Regions from separate parts of the Sus scrofa genome. Here region 2 is linked to region 1. A link is a contact called in public HiChIP or PLAC-seq data. All regions are on one chromosome and are shown on one strand. The core of a region is the stretch at or near the end of the contact, and the rest is flanking DNA. Distances in the headings are between cores, read along the strand shown. Region 1 overlaps HIVEP2 (transcription factor HIVEP2). Region 2 overlaps HIVEP2 (transcription factor HIVEP2).

The links. HiChIP or PLAC-seq counts read pairs in DNA pulled down with a chosen protein or histone mark.
Region 2: an H3K27ac HiChIP or PLAC-seq map of skeletal muscle shows a contact between it and region 1. The contact joins two enhancer-like sites.

What each region holds. Positions count from the first base shown.
Region 1 is chr1:22,291,633-22,297,435 of Sscrofa11.1, forward strand. All of the region lies in intron 1 of HIVEP2 (transcription factor HIVEP2), which reads left to right. Among named protein-coding and RNA genes, the nearest start is that of HIVEP2, 54 kb to the left of the region's middle. Within about 2 kb of position 1,924, at least 5 of the 83 cell types and tissues checked have an H3K27ac peak or open chromatin away from gene starts, as enhancers often do. A contact at or near this core is called in skeletal muscle, where this site is marked.
Region 2 is chr1:22,426,424-22,431,935 of Sscrofa11.1, forward strand. HIVEP2 (transcription factor HIVEP2) reads left to right here. Exons shown (of 10, transcript XM_021072421.1): 8 at 832-933; 9 at 1,719-2,614. Among named protein-coding and RNA genes, the nearest start is that of HIVEP2, 190 kb to the left of the region's middle. Within about 2 kb of position 2,833, at least 3 of the 83 cell types and tissues checked have an H3K27ac peak or open chromatin away from gene starts, as enhancers often do. A contact at or near this core is called in skeletal muscle, where this site is marked.

The sequences.
Region 1 (5,803 bases), core at 674-3,173:
CTAGCATATGCATATTGCTCAATTGAAAAGGCTAGAATTGAGCTGTATCTAGGATTTAGCAGATTACAGATCTTATGATATATCCCAGCCTGTGCAGTTCACCAGGGCAGCTTGCTAAAAATGTAGATTTGGGGACCCCTCCCTGGAGATAATGAAGTAGGTTGTCTGTAGACTCAGCTTTGAGAAACCTATAGAAGAGCTTCTAGTTTTGTAAGATTGCTCCACCCTGTCATTGTGACAAAAGAAACGAAATAAACAACAAGAAAGGGAAAATAGAAAATAAAAAAGATAAGGATAAAATAAGTTTGATGAGGGCAAGGAGAGAGACAAGAATTTGAGTCCTGAAGAAATCCGTCTATAAATTTCTGTTTTATAAGGCACCTTTCAAGGGATGTTATATAAAACCGTGGCGATTTTAAGATTACGAGTGAAAAACAATGTGAAGTATGCAAGACTGCATGAGAAAACTATCAAAAGATATTGTCTGTGAAGAGTCAAACTGGTTATAAATTCAAACTTCTTCAAATATTAAAATTAAAGTGTAGCAATACATTTTATTTTTTAAAAAAATTTAAAAATTGTAATGTGTTGGACATGTTACTTGGGATAAATTTTGATCATAGAACAGGATTGTTACTATAAACAATTAAATTGGCTATTTTATTTTCCTCCAGAATATCAGCTCATGCCAGTGAGTTATCAAGGCACCCTTCGCTCTCCAAGATAATTAGCCCTGTGCCTAGGGTCGTCGTGAAGATTCCTAGAGGAAGGGAGATAGCACTTAGAATAATGTAGTTTTAATAAGATTACAGAGAGCTTTATTATTCTCTGTTGAATTACCTGTCGCTGAATAATATATGGCACTTGCTACAGAAATCAGACTCCTCCACCCCAAATCATAGCTGGAAGGTGAAACAGGACAAAGAGGTTATGAGGCTGACCTAAGGGAAGAGCTGACCAGCTGTGGAATAGGATGCTCCCCTCTGCTCTCTATTCCCTGACTGTTTCTCAATTGAGTGGAAGGCGTACAGGCTTTGAAGTCAGACCTTGAGTTCAACCCCCTGCTCCATCACTTCCTAGTTGTGACTCAGGCAAGTCACTAAACCTCTGTGAGCCTCGTGCCCCTGGTCTGCAGAGGGGAGTAGCATCAACTTGCCTGGCAGAGTTGTGGGCACTGGAGATCACGTGTGCTAAGGACCTGCCCAACAGCTAGCTGAACGTTATTTTTCTCATGATTATCCTTTGCCAGATTTCAAGGCAACTTGAATTACACACTTGCTGAATAGGAATACTAACGCAACTAATAATAGCAACCCTTTAACTGAAGGGTTCCATGTGCCAGGCATGCTTCCAAGTACACTACGCGTATGAGTATCTTATTTAATCTCCAAAACAGCCTGATGATGTAGGTATTACTGTTACTGCCGCCGAGGCTCCAGGAGTATAACCAACTTGCCCAGGGTCACCCAGTGAGTTTGTGGTGAAGCAGGTTTTCAAACCTGGGCACTTGTGACTCCGGATCCCACTTTCCTCGTTACTGGATTATTCCTGCTCCCCCCTGGCCACTTCAGGGATGTGGGACAGAGGATGAAAGGACTGGTTGTTTCACAAGAATTGTTTTTTGAATGGGGTGAGGATTTGCTTTCGGAATCATCACCATTCAGGTAGACATAGCGGAAGGGGCCAACACTCACCCATCACGAAACTCTGACGTGTGTTAGGAAGCCTTGCCGAGCCCCACTTTCCTTCTTTGTACAGTTGGTATACCTGTCAGGCTTGGAGGGAGCATTTAAATGGGGATGATGACTGGTGAGCACAGCCCTGGTAGCCACCCCCATCTCTAATCTCTCCTCCCCACTCCCTTCTTAAGTAGCAGCCTGGCGCTGAGGACAGAGCCTTGGGGCATGCCTGCTTTCATTTTCCATTTTAAACCAATGGGGTGCTGTGTTATTCAGCACTTCCATGTTTGAAACCAATCATATTATAACACAGGGTATTACAATCGATCCCCTTGAAAGGGGATGAAAATATTTGCTCACACACCTTACTGATCTAGTCCATACATCCAATAAACTGCCTTAGGTGACCACGTCACATTGGTCTTTTCATTGATTTGTGTTCTGTGTCTGGATAGGGGCACCCAGAGCACAGTCCCTTTAAGAACCACTAGCCCTCAGCAAAAATAACCTAGAGCAGCTCAGGTTACTGCCAGGCTCCGAAGACTCTTCAGGGGGTCAGGTTGCTTATTTCTCTGGCACCTACCTCAGCAAGGATGTAGGAGAACTTTCTTTATGTCAGCAGAGGGAGTCTGTGTGATTCTTTGCAATGGAGTCCCCACCTCTAGCTGGGTGCCCTTACCCACGACTTCTGAACTTGCCCCCTTCTTCACGATAGGAAGGTTTTGGGCTGGACCACTTAAATAGCATTAAATTAATTGTGACCCTGTTCCTGGACCTGGATGTAGGAACCTGTCTTTCCTATCAACCTTGAGTTTTGGACTATTTCTTTGAAAACAAAAACAAGAAGATAGCAAGAGCCATGAAAACAAACACACACCTGCCATCCCTGAAGTGAGAGCGTGGCAGTGCAGTGAGAGGAGGTCACAGGAGGACACGCCCTTTGCCCTGGACCCCCTGTGCCTGCACACCTCTGTCTCACCAGCCTTTCTTGTAGAGGAATGTTTTTACTGGCTGTACATAAGCCCAGGAACCAAAGGATAAACAGGGCCCAGTTCTTTATAAAGATAAACAAAAAACAAATGAAATTAACTCTTCAGTTGGGAGAGCATAGTGAGATCTCCTAAGAGGCAGTACAGCATGGGAGGGGGCAAAGAAGAGCTAGGGCTTAGACCATCTACTGAATTAGCTGAGCTGCAGACTGATAAGACTTTTACGGGTTAAATGGTATCTGTGAGTGACTCACCTTCTGTAATTGTCCTAGAAGGAAGGCAAAGCTCAGAGAGGTTGGATGACTTACCTAAAGTTACTCTGCTGGTTGTTATAGGTCTGGACCCACAGCCCAGGTGCACACATCATTGCTCTTCATCACACTGTAAAGACAGTGTAAAGAGTTACAATCTCTCCTAGTCCCTATTTCCTCATCTGGAAATGGGCATTCTACTACCTGGCGTAACTTCTTTGGAGAGTATTGCTAAGATCTGCTAAATGGGTGTGGACAGAAGCCCTTAAAAACTATTAAATTGCTTATTAATTAGTAGTAAATTATATATACATATGTGTATGATGAGATATGTGTGTGGTGTGATACCTAATATTTTGTTAGAACTTTTGGGAGCATGTTAACAAAAATCTGGATTCTTCTTTGAAAATGTAAAGCACCATGAAATTACCAGGCATATAGTGATAAAAACTCTAAACTTAGAGTTGTTAACCTGACAGTTTTACCTACTATCATTAACATTACTTTATTGTTCTGAAAAATGGGAATAATAAAAGATTATTGTCTTATCTTGAGTTGTCCTGAAGCTAACATTAAGAATATATGTGGAGTTCCCGTCGTGGCGCAGTGGTTAGCGAATCCGACTAGGAACCATGAGGTTGCAGGTTCGGTCCCTGCCCTTGCTCAGTGGGTTAAGGATCTGGCGTTGCCTGAGCTGTGGTGTAGGTTGCAGACGCGGCTCGGATCCCACGTTGCTGTGGCTCTGGTGTAGGCCGGTGGCTACAGCTCCGATTCGACCCCTAGCCTGGGAACCTCCATATGCTGCGGGAGCGGCTCAAAGAAATAGCAAAAAAAAAAAAAAAAAAAAAAAAAAAAAGAATATATGTGAAGGGAGTTCCCGTCGTGGCTCAGTGGCTAACTAATCCGATTAGGAACCATCGGGTTGCGGGTTCGATCCCTGGCCTTGCTCAGTGGGTTAAGGATCCGGTGTTGCCGTGAGCTGTGGTGTAGGTTGCAGGCACACCTCGGATCCTGCGTTGCTGTGGCGTAGCGTAGTCCTGTGGCTACAGCTCCGATTTGATCCCTAGCCTGGGAAATTCTATATGCCGTGGGAGCGGCCCAAGAAATGGCAAAAGGACAAAAAAAAAAAAAAAAAAAAAGTGAAAGTACTTCATGAAATGTAAAGAACAGAAGTGAATCATTTTTACCTAATATTGCAAGGGCCACAGACCCTGTTCATGTAGCACATGAAGTATGATTAAGGAGGTTGGTCAGATATTCAAAAGCAGAATTCAACATTATCTGACCTGGGTTTCAGATGAAGACTATACAGATAATGATTGCAAAGAACTAATAAGTCCTTTTATTATAGTTTACAAATAGTAATCCTCTTTCTAATTATTCATCTTTTCCTATAGACATTTACTCAAGTTGTCAAGACATGCGAAGCGTAGTGCAGCTCATGCTTAAAGGACATTATTTACTGTAATAATATAGAAGGTAGGGATTTAAGTGTTATTTTTACAGCTGCCTCAGTTACCCCATTGGCACTAATATTTGTATGTCTGATATATCTCATTTGATTACTATAGAATATTTGTGAGTTCTAATTAATATTATCATTATCTGACGGATAAGAGATCACAGATTTTCGCAAGACCTCATGGACGGTGAATGGCAGAGCTAGGATTTAAGGCGAGGTCTTCTGGTCCCAAATCCTGTGTAATCCTTCTCTGTGTTGTTTTGGGGGTTCCATTCTGTGGACTCTCTTCTTCATTGGTTTCTTTCATTGATACAGTCATCCATTCAATGTGAATACTTATGTGGGACTGTCATACAATCTCATACTGCAGGACTAAATCTCTTTGGATAGAATGGATTGTTTTATGTCTGATTCCTTTAAATGAAGGAGAAGTGACCTTGATACTTGAACCTTGCTAAAAGACTAATTGGGGTGGGTAGGGAGGAGACAAGCTCTTATGGGGGAACCACGGATGTAAGAGTTGAAATAAATCTTTGCTGTCTAATAAGGTAACCCCTCCCCCAGTCTCATGGGACTGTTTACATTTAAATTAATTAAATTTAAAAATCAGTTTCTTGGTCACACAAACCACATTCCAAGTGTCAGTAGCCACCTAAGGCTGTTGGCTACTCTAATGGATACCACAGATATATAGATATGTGTCTAGTTACTGAAATAGATAATTTTGATGTCTGATATGTGTTTGTATTTTGCACATTGGACATGAAATTGTTCTGTAAGCCATAATAATAGGTAACATTTATTGAGCACTTTCTCTGTAACCAGTAGGCACATAATATATGTTATTCCATTTATTCCTAACACCATCTTTTATATTGGGAACCTAAAGTTCAGAGAGGTTATGTAATTGCCTAAGATATACTAGGGCTCTGGATTGTCACCAGTTTTCTTTAATTTTGGAACAAATGCTCTTCTGCTCTAGCATGCTGTCTTTTTATGTGGTCTAGCGGGACTACCTCAGGAGTGAACATTCTCAGTGCATTGTTTTATCGTTCAGTCCACTTACAGTTGTGCAAATGTGCCAGGCAGACACTCTGTTGGGAACAGGAGATGCAGCAGTCAGCATAGCACAGCCTCTGATCACGGAGACCCCCACATCGAGTAGAGAGTTCAGACATATGAAGAATAATTATGATGGTGGAGGATGATCTCTGGCACAGGACTGTGTGGTGCAACCACGAGTGGCTGGTTCAATCCCAGGAGTGCTGCAGTCAGCCTTATGTTTTACACTCCCTTTTAGTCATGCAGAGCCTTGTTTGAGAGGAAAGGGAGAACCTAGGATAGCTACTGTATTTACCTAAGTGAAGGAATGTTGAAGGCTAAAACTGAGGTCACAGTGGTGGAGTTAGAAGATTGACAAGA
Region 2 (5,512 bases), core at 1,583-4,082, 140 kb after region 1:
GGCCTCACGCTCAGTAGCTCAGTAGGTTAAGGGTCTGACGTTGCCATGAGCTGTGGTGTAGGTCCCAGACGAGGCTCGGATCCCATGATGCTGTGGCTCTGGTATAGGCCTGTGGCTACAGCTCCAATTGCACCCCTACCCTGGGAACCTCCATATGTTGCTGGCGTGGCCCTAAAAAGACAAAAGAAAAAGAAAAAGGAATATTGTTGCTCCAGAACTTTAGAAACTGCTGTCATAATCTTTGCTGATGTATGCCAGACAAATAGATGCTAAATATTGAGACTAATGCTCCCTGTAAGTAGCTTGCTAATTAAGTATTTGTATGGGTCTTTGAATTCATTTACAGGATTGGCCCAATATTAGTTTTTATCTGTTTTTCCTTCTGACAAATGAGGATCCTGCAAGTTTATATGGTCAATGCCAGAAGGTCTGGGGTCCAGGGGATGTGTTGACAGTAACATTTCATTCTGAAGTTTTTCGGCAGTAGTGACCCAGCTTGTGTCACCCTGTTTATATGGATTCCAAAGAGGCTGGCTCATTAGAGCCAAGATATTAGATCCCTCTTCAGTCAGGAAAGCCTTGGATTCTTGAGCCCACTCTTGGAAAGATGTGATCCTCAACCTCTGCAGATCTTCTAGAATGAGGAAAACCTGAGACTGGGCTGAAGCTGACTGGAGTTGATATCTTCAGAAATCAAATTGTTCCTCTTAAGCTTAAGACAAGGGGCAGTGGGTAGAAGCAAATCTATGTTGTCTCAAGTGAGTTCATTTCACACTAAATTTTGGAGCAATCATCATGTTTCGCTAACCAGTTTTTTTGGCTGTTTTCTAGGGAACCTAACGAAGCATATGAAATCTAAAGCACACATGAAGAAATGCCTGGAGTTGGGAGTCTCCATGACATCAGTGGATGATACAGAAACTGAGGAAGCAGGTATTTTATAATTGAGTTGATTGACCTCTTTCCTATGCATACTGGAGCTTTGTGGCCAAGGTAGTAAAATAAATTTAGATGTTTCGAAAAAACTGATCGCATTTCATGCTATTAAATACTAAACATAGGGGGAAAAAAAAGTCTGACACATTAAATCACTTGAAACCTACTGAGAAGAAGTGCATCTCAGTTCTGACTGAGGGGGTGGAAAGGCCTTACTATGAAAATATTTCTGTCTAGAACCACAAAGGAGATCTGACTGCACTCAAGTTGTGATGGTGGTTGCAGTTTTATGAAACTTTTTGGGAAGTTCAAAAAGCATTTTAATGTCTGATTTTTCCTATTGAGAGGAACTCTAGTAGGAAAAATGAACCAATCAGTCACCTCGGTTGAAAGCCTGAGGCTCCACTGGACCTCCTGAGGTCTTTACCTGTGGAGGCAGGTTCTTGCTTTTCTTTTTCCTCTAACATCATCATTAACTTGTTACATATGTGCTTACTTTGGGTTTTCTATGAGTAGTGTGATGCCTGAGCTCTAAGGTCCTGCTCCGGAGTCCACATTGGAGGGTAGGGTAGGGATGAAACCAGAGAGCTCCGTAAAAAGCTAAGAGCCAATCCCTGTCACAAAGGGATGTGCCCCTGTGTGTTAAATAGGAGCTCAGAGGTGGGACTGTCTCTCGGGGCTGGAGGTTCAAGGGATGCTTTAGGAAAGAGAGGGAGGCCCCCTTAGCTCTTAACCTTCATGTTTGGGTCTTGATCTTCACTCTCTTTGTTCAATCGCTTCAGAAACGATGGAAGATTTGCACAAAGCCGCCGGGAAGCATAGCATGTCCAGCATTTCAACGGATCACCAGTTCTCAGATGCCGAAGAATCGGATGGTGAGGATGGAGATGATAATGAGGACGACGATGAAGACGATGATGACTTTGACGACCAAGGAGATTTGACACCCAAAACAAGGTCAAGAAGCACCAGTCCCCAGCCCCCTAGATTCTCCTCCCTGCCTGTGAATGTTGGCGCCGTGCCCCATGGGGTTCCTTCCGACAGCTCCCTGGGGCATTCTTCGCTGATCAGCTATTTGGTTACTTTGCCAAGTATTCAGGTTACTCAGCTGATGACACCAAGTGACTCATGTGAAGATACTCAGATGACAGAATACCAGAGGTTATTCCAGAGCAAAAGTACAGACTCGGAACCAGACAAAGACAGGCTAGACATCCCTAGTTGTATGGATGAAGAGTGCGTGCTGTCCTCAGAGCCCAGCTCCTCCCCGAGGGACTTCTCACCCTCCAGCCGCCATTCCTCCCCAGGATATGATTCTTCACCCTGTCGAGATAATTCACCAAAGAGGTATCTGATACCCAAAGGAGATTTATCTCCCAGAAGACATTTATCACCCAGGAGAGAGCTGTCCCCCATGAGACATCTTTCACCGAGAAAGGAAGCTGCCTTGAGAAGAGAGATGTCACAAAGAGATGTTTCACCAAGAAGGCATCTGTCCCCAAGGAGGCCAGTGTCACCTGGGAAAGAGATCATGGCCAGAAGAGACCTCTCTCCCAGAAGAGAGAGAAGATACATGACCACCATACGAGCACCGTCTCCCAGAAGGGCTTTATACCACAACCCTCCGTTGTCCATGGGGCAGTATTTGCAAGCAGAGCCAATTGTATTGGGGCCTCCTGTAAGTATAATTAGCTTTCTCTTTCTAATACGTAAGTCCAAGCACATGGGACCCTCTTGGTAGTGTGAAATTTATTATGACATGGGTATCTTTCATGAGGAGGAGTGAATTCAACTCAATTTCTAAAAATAGCAGGAAGACCTTTTCATCACATGCTATTGTCAGTGACCTGGCTGTGGCATTACCCCAAGGGTAGCATTGCATCAGAGCAGACCATTTCCAGCTATAACAGGTGAGCCCTTTCTAAATGCTTTCTAAGCTTAACTCATTATAGACAGGAGTTGAAACCTCTGCGTGAGTAGAGAAGGTGAAGTCTTTGGAATGACATGACTACCGAGACAGACACTCTCAGGGACATTTCAGTGTCATTTATATAACCCTTTGCCAGGTAGGGCTTCTGGCCCAGGCATTAGCATTGACTTCTAATAAAAAAAAAAATATTTTCCAATAAACTCACTTCTTTGCCCACAGTGAGTGGACACGTGAAATCAGTGAGGGCCTGGCATGGGGGAGAATGACCCCTTTGGTGTGTTTATAAATGACAGGCACAAACATGGTACTTTTCTTGCCGGCACCACCACCTCCTGCTGTCAAGTGCCCTTGTTCAGTGAGATCATGAGCCCGCAGAAAGTGGGCAGGTGGGAGACCTGAGGGAGAGAGCATCAGAGGAGATTTCTATGGCGTGCCCTCATGATACACTAAAATAACAACAGCAGCCATCATGGATGAAGTTTAGGCAGCAGGCTTACTGCAGTCCATAGAAAAATACCTGCCCTGCCTCGTTCCACCAGCGTGGTAGATCTTGATGTCTCTTTCATTCTTGGATTTTTAAAAATGAATGAATGAAGCAGGTCCTTAGCATAGCCAGAAGAGTGATACCTTTGGAGTTGGGTGCTTTCCATGTGTTTTTTGTTCCCCGGGCTCTCTTCTTTGCCATTGTCTCTTTGCTCTGGGTTTCCGCCCTGTGGGTCACCACTGACCTTCACAGACAAAGAAAGCACTGCCAGCTCCCAGCACTGCCATCTTATCACTGCCCTAGTGGTCAGCCTCCTCCCTCTCATCACCTTTTCCCCGCCCTGAATTAGATACTTAGGTGGTCATTTCTGAAGGCAGCTCTCTGCTGCGTTCCATTCCCCTGCCCCCAACACCCTCTGTTTACAAACCTGTCACCAGCTTCGTCTTCATGGTGCAATTACTGCAGAAACATGCATAGCCATCAGGACATAATTTATTTGCCAGCCTAATAAGTTAGCCAGCTAAAGAAAAAGAGATACCTTCCACAGGCTATTGTGTCTTGGTGGTGCTAAGTAGAAAAGAGAGCTCTTCTGAAGTTCATGCTATTGCAGCATTGATGGAGTGAGCAATCCCTTGATACTAGGATACTGTATTTGGGGTGTAAAATGCTTTCTCTGGTGTAGAGCCAAGGATGCTGGTGGAGTGTGTGAGAAAAGGTTCTCCTGTTCTGGCCGTTGGCCAAGTTGGTCAATACTGTGGTATTTGGGAGATGCTGGAGCGGATCCAGCCAGCTTCAGCCACCAAAAATAACCCTTTGGCACTACCACACTATTGTTATGAGAAAATAATAGCAACTCACAGTCAACTTGGGCAAAGGAAGCAAAGGAGTGGACTAAGAAAGTGCATCTACTTTTTGAATCTATGACCAAGAGAGTTGTTGTTGGAAGGAGATTGGTTTTATTAGTCATTGAGTTTGCACTAGTTTTTCTTTTTTTTTTTTTTAATACCAATTCACTTGGATATTTAATAGAATTGTTAAAGCTTACCATTTATGAAGCCCAAGTATTGAGCCCTTGGTGTATTACCCAGTTTAATTCCCTTTAGAGAACTTTTAGCCTGTGGCGTTGTTCACATGATGTGAGGGACTAGATCTTGGAATCCTCCCTAAAGCAGGGGCGCTTGGTCTCAGAGGCTTCCCATTCGATGCCTTAACACACTGTCTTGGAGGGGTGGCAGAGGATTTTCATCTTTCTATGATGTATAGGCAGGGTTCTCATTGCCAGAAGTATTTCTCTTGATGGCTCTAGCAGATGAGTGCTTCCCCCTCTCTAAGTAATGTGTGAACATATCCCATTAGAATAACGCCAACAATAATTATTTTTGATGGAAATTCTACCAGCAAAACCTTGTTATTTAACATCGACCAAGGGCTCACAGGACAGTGACCGTGACACGAAAGAACCTCGGAGCCCAGTGTGGCACACTCGTTATGTGCTTCAGTCTGGAGTGGTGGGTCTAGGAAGCAGATTTGGAAGAAGTGACATGCAGTCACTGAACTTCTAGGACCCTGCTGTTTCTGCCCTTATGCCCTCTGGTTAGTTTTAATTTTAAGATAGATGACAGATAGATAGATAATAGATAGATAGATAGATAGATAGATAGATAGATAGATAGATAGATAGATAGAGAGGGAGAGAGGGAGAGAGGGAGAAAGGAAGGGAAAGATGTTTTTTATTCACTGAACATTTTTTGAGGGTTTGTCATATGTGGCTCAAGGATGATGATGAAAAAAAATTATGGTTTCTGGCCTCATCTTTTTTAAACCAAAGAATTTCCATTTCCATTTAAAAAGTCTTGGTAGATAAACATCAAGGAGACAAAGAAAGTCTGTCCCGGTCCTCTGTGTGTAGTGTCCATGAACCATCCAGCAAGTGTCATTATCAGGTTCCAGCCCTTGGTCTCTGTGTGATCTTGGGCAAGTCACTTAACCTCTTGGCCACAGTTTCTTAATCAGTTTGTGGCAGCCAGGGAGGTGGGCCAAGCAGATTTCTGTCCTTGAAAGAACTTGCCATTCAGCTGTAAGGAATGCAGTGAGCTGACAGGCTCCTGCTGTCAGCACCTTCAGGAGAGGCCTCCGTTTTCAAACCAAGGCCCCCGTTCCCC